3 separate regions of the Zea mays genome follow, and regions 2 and 3 are each linked to region 1. A link is a contact called in public Hi-C data. All regions are on one chromosome and are shown on one strand. Each heading gives the region's core, a stretch centred on a gene start, on an enhancer-like site or on the middle of the called end of the contact. The rest is flanking DNA. Distances are from core to core; before and after follow the strand shown.

Evidence for each region. Hi-C and Micro-C count contacts between places; a contact is called where the count stands out from the background.
Region 2: a contact with region 1 is called in a Hi-C map of root tip, with 3 times the contacts expected there. The contact joins the promoter of LOC100280919 here to the promoter of LOC103633411 in region 1. A contact is called at or near these places in 6 of 25 Hi-C or Micro-C datasets (bundle sheath, ear, leaf and 2 more) and 1 of 3 datasets of contacts at active chromatin or transcription factors (seedling).
Region 3: a Hi-C map of leaf shows a contact between it and region 1, with 4 times the contacts expected there. The contact joins the promoter of LOC103633409 here to the promoter of LOC103633411 in region 1. A contact is called at or near these places in 2 of 25 Hi-C or Micro-C datasets (leaf and tassel).

What each region holds. Positions count from the first base shown.
Region 1 is chr7:173,941,396-173,944,720 of Zm-B73-REFERENCE-NAM-5.0, forward strand. It overlaps LOC103633411 (pectinesterase QRT1), which reads right to left and starts at 1,449. Exons shown (of 5, transcript XM_008655112.4): 1 at 629-1,449; 2 at 149-338; 3 at 1-30. The coding sequence starts at 948.
Region 2 is chr7:174,115,493-174,118,864 of Zm-B73-REFERENCE-NAM-5.0, forward strand. LOC100280919 (nuclear transcription factor Y subunit A-3) reads right to left here and starts at 1,352. Exons shown (of 7, transcript NM_001153839.2): 1 at 1,220-1,352; 2 at 85-228. The coding sequence starts at 144.
Region 3 is chr7:173,769,225-173,772,946 of Zm-B73-REFERENCE-NAM-5.0, forward strand. LOC103633409 reads left to right here and starts at 1,384. Exons shown (of 23, transcript XM_008655111.4): 1 at 1,384-1,779; 2 at 1,965-2,435; 3 at 2,640-2,708; 4 at 2,788-2,910; 5 at 2,987-3,136; 6 at 3,224-3,355; 7 at 3,437-3,516; 8 at 3,711-3,722. The coding sequence starts at 1,615.

The DNA.
Region 1 (3,325 bases), core at 199-2,698:
GGCCCCCGGCGGCGCCGCCGGCGCGGAGTTCTGCGGGGGTCTCACGGGGACGAGAGCGCGCACGCACGCAGCCGTGTCGATCGTCAGAGGATGGACCCGATCACGCACGCAGAGAGCGCGACGTGCATGTACGTACGTACGTACGTACCTCGAAGGTGATGTGGCTGGCGCAGAAGTAGTCGGCCTCGACGGCGACGGAGGCGGAGTAGAAGGTGCCGACCTGGTGGCCGGAGCGGTCCATGTCCGACGCCCTGGCGTTCCACGTGATCACCGTGCGGCCGCTGCCCATGCCTATGAGCGACACGAACGGCTTCGTGATCGGCACCGTCACCTTCTCCCTGCACCCACCCGCCGCCGTTGATGCTTCCAAGTTTTATCAAACCCTGACAGGGGAAATGGAAAACTGCTACTGGTAGCAAACAGAACGAGAAAGTCTGCAGCTAATAAGACGAGTCCAAGGAGAGAGACACGATCGAACACACACGTCGTCGTGATCACTTAATACACCCCATTAACGCCGAGGCAGTTACCAGTACAAGAGAAGAGAGCTAGGCGGCCGGGTAGTGGAGAGGGCATAGCAAGCAGCGCGGCGCGGCGGGCGATCAGCCAGGCAGGCAACGCGACGCACCTGTACACGCCGGGCCTGACGAGGATCTTGACGCGGCGGCTGTTTCCGGCGGGCACCATGTCGACGGCGCCCTGCACGGTGCGCGAGTGCCCCGTCCCGTCCTGCGCCACCACGATCGTGTCCAGCTCGCGGGCGCCTCCCCCGCTGGCCGCCTTCACGCCGCCCTGCACGGCGGCGGCGGACGGCGTGCTGAGGTCGTCCCACGTTATGAACGACCCGTCCGCCGCCGCGGACGACGACGCGAGGACGGCGACGACGGGCAGGACCAGGAGGATGGCGGCCGCGCAGCGGCGCCGCCTGCGCCCGGCGGCGGCGACCATGGCCACGGCGCGCGCGCGGGTCAGGGTGTCCGCGTCGAGTGGAGAACTAGACAGTTGATCACAGCACGTACGTGACGCCGCCTAGCGCGCGCGGAGCTAGCTCGTAACAGCTAGCTGCCTGCCACAGTTTAGCTCGGGAGAGATGGCCGGCCGGGGAGGGAGGTGGTCAGTGACTCAGTGGTCAGGGAATGAGAATGAGGACGATATATAGGGGTAGCGCGAGCCGACCGGCCGGGGCTGTGATTGTGTGGCGCCGTATTATAGCACGCTGCGTTGCATGACATGAGACGAAGCTTGAGATGTGGGTGACGACCGGCGGTGGTACTACGATGGAATGGGGGAGGACGGGACGGAATGGGATGGGATGCGAGACGTTGAAGGCGTGAGGAGAAAGTGGTGACGGAATTGAATACGAGGGCCGCGCCCGCCGCCTGCTCGTCTAGCGCTACCGGCCCGAACGCAGGAAATTAGCAAGGCACGTCGGTTCGGCCTCGGCGCGCTGGAGCGCAGGATTCAGGGCGGAAGGCCGTGCCGTGCCGTGGTGTTGTGTGCACGGCTTCGCTAGCTAGCAGACACTTCGCAACGGCAACTGACACTTCGCGTGCACGTAGTTCCGTATAGACGACACGAGAGAGGGTGCTGCTGCTGCTAGCTAGCTAGCTGGCTGGTTTCCCGTGCCAGTTTGCGACGTTTCCCGTGCAGCTAGCGGGGTATAGAAGGCCGTGCTCGGCACTCATGGAGACGAGCATTTTTTTTTGTTAGATTTTGCTGCAGGCCAGATGAGGAAATAGGAATGCCGGATGGTGGTGGTTAGCGATTGTTTGGTTCAGAGCGGTTGGATAGCAGACGTGGAGCTGAAGGCGTTCGCCTCTTCGCAGTCGCCCACACGCAGACACCCTGCTCCGCCGCGGCTATTGTTTTTTTGTCTCTCCGTGGGCGGTGCCGTTGATGGTTAGCTGCGTTCCATGCCCCCCCTCTCGACGGTTCAGAAAATGGTGATCTACGTATAGAATCAGCGTCAGTGCCGGCTCCTCCTGAGTGGATTAGGCGGAGGCGCATCATGGCGCGGACCTAACAGCTCTCGTGATCTCCGTCAGTTGGTCAATACGGTTGGGCTTCTTTAATTTGACGATTATATGTGGTGGTCGTCGTCTGGACGTGCTCGTTAATTTTTAGGAAATGGAGTCAGCGTCTGTGCACCGTCTCAGGGTCCGATTTCTGTAGCTAGTGCGATGGTAGCATCAGAAAACGGGGTTGCAGTCCTCACCTTACCCTGGTGGTTTGGTCAGCGAGCTACTCGTGCCTCAACGAAGAACAAAGGGTTGCAGTTTTTCTGGGGTTTTTTTTTTCAGGACAAGAAAGCTCGCGGGCTTGCAGAGTCGCAGTTTTGCGCGGTCCGTGTTCGTTGGGCCCTGAAGAGCTTCATGCCCATTTCGGCCCATGGAGTGGTTGGACCGTTGGAGATGTTAAGAAACCCTATTTAGGGTTATGACGGTAAATATGGACTTTGCTCCGGAGAGTTCTCACTTCATCTATATAAAGAACATGTATCTTTTTATAATAGAGAAGAAGAAGAAAAAAGAGATCAGAGGCTTAATCCTACATCCTTGTGCCTCGTGTGTTCTTTGTCGTGCTCTAAAAAAATATGTGATTTACAACTTCTCTACGCCTGAACAACTGATGGGCTGATGGGAGGGAAAGGAGCAGACTGGTGGTAACATAGTCCTCAACATGCTATCAGCACGCTCTACCTCGACATTGCTGTGAGATTATATCTATATCACTCTCCGTCAAGCTGATAGGTTCTCAGGCCTAGTCGAACTGTATTATGCAACAGCTTTCGATTCCTATACACAATTGATCGGTATGTCTTTCTAATTAGATTAAATCCACAGTTCTTGATCTTTTCCTCGGAGAAGAAAGGGGAATCAGTGGTCGGATCCACACTGTCAATCCCGAACACACTCTGCTGGTCCTTATCCAGCGCGGAGGCGATGTTTGCGGTCGCCCGTGGATCTCCACCTTGTTCGCGGCTACCCCACGCCGTCGCCTGCGGAGCCCAAGCTCGCACGAGAGGACCTGGTGCGACGCCGCCACCCCTCGCACACCTCCTACTCCTGGAGCAGCGACGTGATGAGGCCGCATGGCACGGCGCCGGCGGGGCCAACAGACAGAGGGTATCCACGTGCACGACACCAGCCTCCTCGAACATGCTACCGGTGTACATCCCGTCGTCGACCCACCGGACCATATCCTAGCCGCTTGGACTTGCTGTCCTCCCAGTCTCCCACCGTCCCACGCGTCGTCGGATACGTTGCCCTTGAAGGTGGCGCTGGAGGTCCAGGAGATCTTGGCATGCCGAAGCCTTGTGGTCCCC
Region 2 (3,372 bases), core at 102-2,601, 170 kb after region 1:
CTATACATATAGTCTAGCTAATGAGCTAATTATCTGTGGTATGGCAAGCAGACAAAGGTTTACATCATAATTACCAACACTTACATGGTTAGACTTAGACTTGGGATGGACATAATGATCCTCCATTTCCCGTAAAAGGCACATGCATTACAAAATGGTGTCACTGAGCTCCAAACAACATTTTGCTTCTGAGAAATCAGATGAACTGACACCTAAATGAACATGAACCTGTGCGGCAAGTAGTCAGCGTTGAATTAGCCGAGTTGACAATAACAAGCTAAAGGACAAGCGTATGCGTATTGGATTGCGACCCTACTTTATCAGTTACAGCTTTACATCTATTGCAGTGCTAAGTGGTATTTGCTTTCAGTGGATTATCTCATTAACATCATCAGCCAGGTTTTTTTTCCATCTCAGATGTTTGGACAGTGGAAAATACTCTAGAAAATCTTTGTTTTATACCGAGAGTGGATCAGCACTGTATATCACTAATTTTGTGCCTGTGAGTTGTCAGTTCCGAGTAGGTCCTCGTAGGAAAGATGCTTCAGCTGTTCAGAAGTTTATTACGCACTCAGAAACCTGGCTCGACAGTCGACACTCCCCTGAAGTTCTCACATGCATATTCATACCCTCAAGATGACTCTTATCGCACATCTATAATTGAATTAAGAAATCAACACAATCTACACAAACTTAGATTCAAGTCATCTAATCCTAGATAGAATAGAAAAGGGATTGCAGATTCCCATCCACCCCAACTGCCAAAAACATCAACGCGCCACCCCAGGCAACCCACGAAATAGTGGTCAGCTCACAGAACTTGCGCTCGGATTCTAGGAACAACAAACACATCGTGCAATGCGAGCTAGGCTGAAGCCTGAAGCCAAAGCTTATCCAAGCAAGCATGGCCAAGAAAACCAAATCAAACCGCAGTGCAAGGCTAAGGCATGGCAAATTTCCAAGCGGAAAATCAAGAAAACCAGAGGGGGAAAGCCTTGTGAGTGACAAGATTGAAGAAAAAGATGAACCGAATCAAACCGCAGTGCAAGGCTATAGGCTAAGCCGCTAAGGCATGGCGAATTGGCAACCCAGCAGAGCGAGCACGATGCCACTCTGGCAGCGGAGAGCAGAGGAGCCATCCATTCTGAAGCGACAGTGAACTCAAGAACAGAACTGACCAATCGAGGACTCATTATTAGAGGGATCAGGAGGAGTGTACCTGTATCTCCTTCCTCTCCCCTTCAAGTTTCTCTCTCTACCTTCTTCGGTCCCTTGAACCGTATCGATAGATAGAGAAATACGTCGAAGCAAGTGAGAGGCCGCTCCTGCTGCCAAATATATGCGGCTATGCGCCTACTGTACAAACAAAAAAATGTTTCGCCCTCCTCTCCGCTGCTCGGTGCTCACACGTCAGTCACCCCCGCCTTGAATATTGGTAGGTGCACCAAGAACCAGACTTGCTATGTTTTCATGGGTTCTGTTTGGGACCGCGGCATTCGTCACCGCTACGTGCAATGTGGCGAGTGGCGACCTCAGCCTCCACCTTGTGGCACGGAAAACGCGAGGGCTGTTCAATCTCGCGATCGCTGTATCTCCAGCGGTGAAAGGAATCATCGATTCTCATGAGCTGTTTGGTGGGTGATCCTCGCCGGCCGCAATCCTTGTTCGGTTAGGCCAATCCACGAGAGGATTGGAGGGATTTAAATCTCCTCCTAGTCAAAATGACTAGGAGGGGATTTAAACCTCTACAATCCCCCTCTAGATTGATGTGGTGTAACAGAACACGCCCTTAAACGGTCTCAAACCCTCTTTTCTTTTCTTTTTCTATTTCTTATTTCTATTTTCTATTTATATTTCTTTTATCTCCTTTTCTTTTGAACAAATAAATAACTAAATAATCTTGGGTGCTAGAAAAATAATAGTCTATGTGAGGTGCTTCTAACAATCAAATGTATGCATATGATGAGATGACTAGGGGGGAAATTTTGGGTGAGATAAAAAAAGAGGAGGGGTTAGGAGATTAGGGTTCCAAACCTCGGGTTGAAATTTTGGGATGTTACACAGAGGAACCAGCAGGAGCACGACGACGTGCGCGCTTTCCGATCTTGACTTGACGGAGCGGCGGGTGGACTCATCAGTATTACAAAACCCACATTTTTTGTTCTCATTCCAATTTCTTTTGATGAGGTTATCTTTAGTTAGAATAATCCCTTTAACCAAATACCACAGAAAGATTTTAATCTTTAGGGGTAAATTTAGTTTCCAAATCAGCTTGTGATTAAACATTTGACCGTTATCAATGAGAGCCTGATACATTGATTGCACCGTGAACTGACCAGAAGATGTTTCCGTCCACTTAAAGACATCTCTATTAGAGCTCTATGTTGGTCTTACTATATATAAGGAAACTATATCAAGTTTCATTTGATAATAAAATTATGGCGTTTGGAACTAGATCGAGGTTCATTTGATAATAGAATTATAGTTAGCAGCACCGAATGCACCAGTAAGGCATCGGATAGGAGTTGCATTATGTTGAAGAAAGGGCGACTAAGACAGAATGCATTTGACACGCAGTTGATATGGCACTCAGAGAAGTCTGTAACGTCTTCATGGATATTCATAAGGGCATAACCGCATAAGGCATTAAACATATAAAGTGTGTCATTGGATATCCTATCGTACAACAATGTGAGGAGGCCTATAACACATGTAACATATACGATGTATTGTATCCCATAAAATCATTATAAGTTTGAAAAAAGAATTTTAGCACTAGAAAATAGAAAAATTTCCTAGAAAAATCTACACAAATCCTAAAACATTCTAAACAATATATAAACATGTTTTTAAAACTTTTGTATTTAAAAAATATGAGATGCAATAGCATTTATGTATCATACACTAATACTAAATGCATTCATGTTATGCATGTGCCGATGAAAGGTTTTCAAAACATGTTCACTTATCAATTAGAATGTTTTTGAAAAGTGTTGGCGTTGATCTGGACGCCAAACACTGGAATGAACCACCTCTCTGCGGAGGCGCAGACGGTCCGCGTCACAGAGTCGGACGGTTCGCGACCTGGACGCAGGAGCGACTCCTCCTTTGCGTACGTCCAGACGGTCCGCGCGTAGGGCTTGGACGGACCGCGATGGCACAGAGTGTTGTCTTCTTCACATCAGACCTAGGTCTCACCTCCCAGGTGAGATCCCATCGGAGAAGAGAGATACTAGGGTCTTTCTTGGCGTCGGCAGACCACTCAAAACACATCTAGTCGACGTAGCGCCGAAGAGAGGTGGAGATTTGAGGTAGAGAAAGACTAAATTAGGGCTAAACTAGAGCTACTCTTAAGGTAAAAACGATAAGTAG
Region 3 (3,722 bases), core at 134-2,633, 170 kb before region 1:
TTTTGTATTTCTTCTGTAATATTGTCATTACATTCATTCTCCTTGTGTTCATCAACTCTACCAAGAATTTGGTCCTAAGTACACTTGAAGTATGTACATTTGGTATAAGACAACATTAAATTCAATAAAGACAATTAATTATAGAAAAATGATATTGACCAAGTATTAGAACTACACAGTTATTCACAGTGGAAATGCTTCAGTGCACCAAATTGATAGGCTTCATTTCGTGTAACTATTCGTATATAACTTACATAGGCATCCTTTTTCGGCGGTCTGCAACATTTCTTTCACGGTTCAATACAGTCGGTTCTATCAAAACTTTTTTATGGAAAATATGTTAGATAAACTTGTATTTTCAGTTCAGTTTAGTAAAAGAGGCGTTCAAGTTCAGTTTAGTACTCATTTCATGTCAAGAAAAGGAAGTTATATCATGATGATCCAAAAATCACCATTTACCTTGACTTGTCATAAACTGAATTTGTTTCTATGAAATTTTGTTGTGGAGTTTCAAATTTTGTTTCTATGAAATTGTGTTGGTTGCGACTTGAAAATGAGAGTTGCGATTTGTCCTTGTTTGGAAAATGAGGTTCAATAAATAGCTTTCTCATGATTGGTAGATCCAGAATAGAAGAATGAAGAGAAGTGGGTGAGAGAGGATTCTGGATGGATGCAGGTACTCCGTACAGAAAAACAGTCTTCCATCTACCATTTTATCTAAAAAAAGCATCGACCTCTGTATACCGGCCACATGCATATAAACTTTATACCCCAATCAATACCCCACCACACATCAGTTTGACATTATTATATTCCTTAAGCTTTTGCATATATAAATTTTAATTCTAATTCAATATAATTCATGTGCTTACTTATCAACCATTTAATCATAAACCCTAAACATCCACTAACCGAAGCATATGTCAAATTGTGATGTAATATTAATTCATGACATAACAAGGCATGCTAAATCTTTACTAGCAGAATAGTCTAGTCAAATCTATTTAATTATGACAGATTAATAAACCACAAGCAATAATAATATATAACAATAGAGGATGACTGACCTCACTGATCGGAACACAAAATGTTGTTCTAGAACATTGGCCGACATTGTTTGGGTACTCTAGTATTCACTCTAATCCATATGTATTGAAGTTGATTAAGGTGTAAATTAAACTAATTTACACTTTAATCCATCTTAATACATATGGATTGAAGTAAATAATAGAGTATTTAAACAAAACGACAAGAGACGAAACCTAGGGCCTACGGGTGCAGTGAGGGCTGTGAGGCACGTTGCAATTTCTGAGGTGATCCATGCTTTGAAGCTGGGCTCTGCCAGACAAGAGGACGGCAGCGGCCCACATCAGATAGCACGCACATAATCAAGCCCTCCTGCCATTTCTGTCCAACCCACCAGGGCCCGAAGCACGGGACCGGACGGGGCGAGGAGAGTGAAACGGCGCGCAATCGCCGCCACCGCCGCGTCGGCACGTCCGCCCCACCTCTTCGCTTAGGCACGCGCCAAAACCAGTCACCGGCCGCAATCTGCCAATCTCCCGAGCCGCAGTCCTACGCTCCGGCTCCTCCACCTCCTAACCGCATTTGTTGATGACGGCGGAGCAGGAGTGGAGTGAGGTCCAGGTCCGGGCCCTCGACGGGCGATCCACGGTCGTCAAGCTGCCCCTTGGCGCCTCCGTCCGGGACCTCAAGGCCGCGCTCCGGACGTCCTTCTTGCCCGCGCAAGTCTCCCCCAGCTTCCACCTCTTCCTGAAGGTGCCGCGCAACAGCCTACCGGCCTCTAGCTTTCCGGCGTGTGCCAAGACTGTGTCGCTTCATCATGGCATATTGGCATTGATTCCTCATTGGGTTATTAGATTAGCGGTTGCAGCTTCACTATCGACACTAGTTAAATACAGTAGCACCTTTCTCGTGCTGAAATTTTTCCTCATGTGCTGAAGGGTGCTAAATTGCGTTTAGACGCTGAGATTGGCAGCCTTGCTATCGGCGATGGGGACTTCATTGTTCTCGTACCCTTCACAAGGACGCCACAGCAGCATTTTTCAGTTAGCACAGCAAGTCAAGATCAGGGCCACTGTCCACCAAAACAACCAGAAGTGTCTTCTGCGGCTAATTCAGCTTGGCAAGACATTATGGATGACCTCTCAGCAATGCCAGCCAGCCCACAGTCTGATGCTGCTTCCAAAGATTTTTACTCCTCATGTGACCCGTGCTCTGGGAGATTTACGGAGGATATGAAAGCGGGTCAAATTTCGACAAGTGGGTCATCAAGGAAAAGGAGGAAAACATGCAAGGAAAACGGAAATGGTTCCCCACAAATGGTGTCCTCGTCTGAAGCAAATGGTACAGCTGAGAAACACAACATAAGCAAGAAAAGTGGGGTGGCCAAATCTGCTGCTATGTTATGTCATGTATGTATCACCTCTTTTTTTTTTCTATCAGCCATTGTCAATTTCATCTTAATTTTCATCACCTGGAGAAGAAACCCAAATGACAGATTAGTGTTTATTGCCCAAGAAAAATGCAATACGCATATGGCATACATATTGACTTGCCATACATATTTTTCCCTTAGAAGCTGGATAGCCTTTTGATATTATGTGGTTGCAATGCAGGATATGCAACCTTTGAAACCTGCTGAAATGGTTGAACATCTGAAACAAGGACTTGGAAAGGAGGGGCAGGTTTTCACTTATATAACTTTCTGAAATTTATACTGCAAACAAAGCAATAGCATTTTAATATTGCAATTTGTATGTGCAGATCGTACATATCCAAGAGATATCATCTAGAGAGGCATCATTTACAGAACTTCCTTGTAATCTTTCAGAAGCTATGAGAGAAGCGCTGAAGAGTATTGGAATATCTAGACTGTATAGCCACCAGGTATGCCATGCTGTGTCATATTTTGTGCATATTTAATTAGGTCATTGTCTTATGTTGTTTATTTATTTGAGTGCAGTCTCAAGCCATAACATCCTCTATTTCTGGAAGGCACATTGTCGTTGCAACTTCTACATCAAGTGGAAAGTCTCTATGTTACAATATTCCTGTTCTTGAATGTCTTTCCCAAGACTTGATGGCGTGTGCTCTGTACATATTTCCGATGAAGGTCTGGGAAATAATCTATTACATTTTAGTAATGGTCAATTGGTCATCAATAATATTGATACAAATTCATGCTCCTTTTGTTTTCCAGGCTTTAGCTCAAGATCAGTTGAGGACTTTAATAAAGTTGAAGAATGCATCTCATATTGATGTTGATGTTAAAATATATGATGGTGATACTCCTAGAGAAGATCGTTTGTGGATCAGGGATAATGCTCGACTGGTAACTATGTCTAGGGCTATAGATTTTTGTTTTTTATTTGATTTCTTTATTTTAACGTTTCTACATAACGTTTGCTCTCAGTTAATTACCAACCCGGATATGTTGCATGTGTCAATCTTGCCGTATCATGGTCAATTCCAGAGAATTTTATCAAATCTCAGGTAAAAGTAATTGTTTCCTTCGTTTTCTTAATGATCTTATTAATTAGTCTTTTTTGTCAATGATGTGTTTTTTTTCATCTGGGATCTGCTTTAAGTTTCCGAATGAATAGGTTATAGGTGTGCATTTTGCTTCTATGTATGCAATTTCTTGTGTTTTCCACAATGACACATCATTTCTATCGTAATTCACTCAGGTATATTGTCAT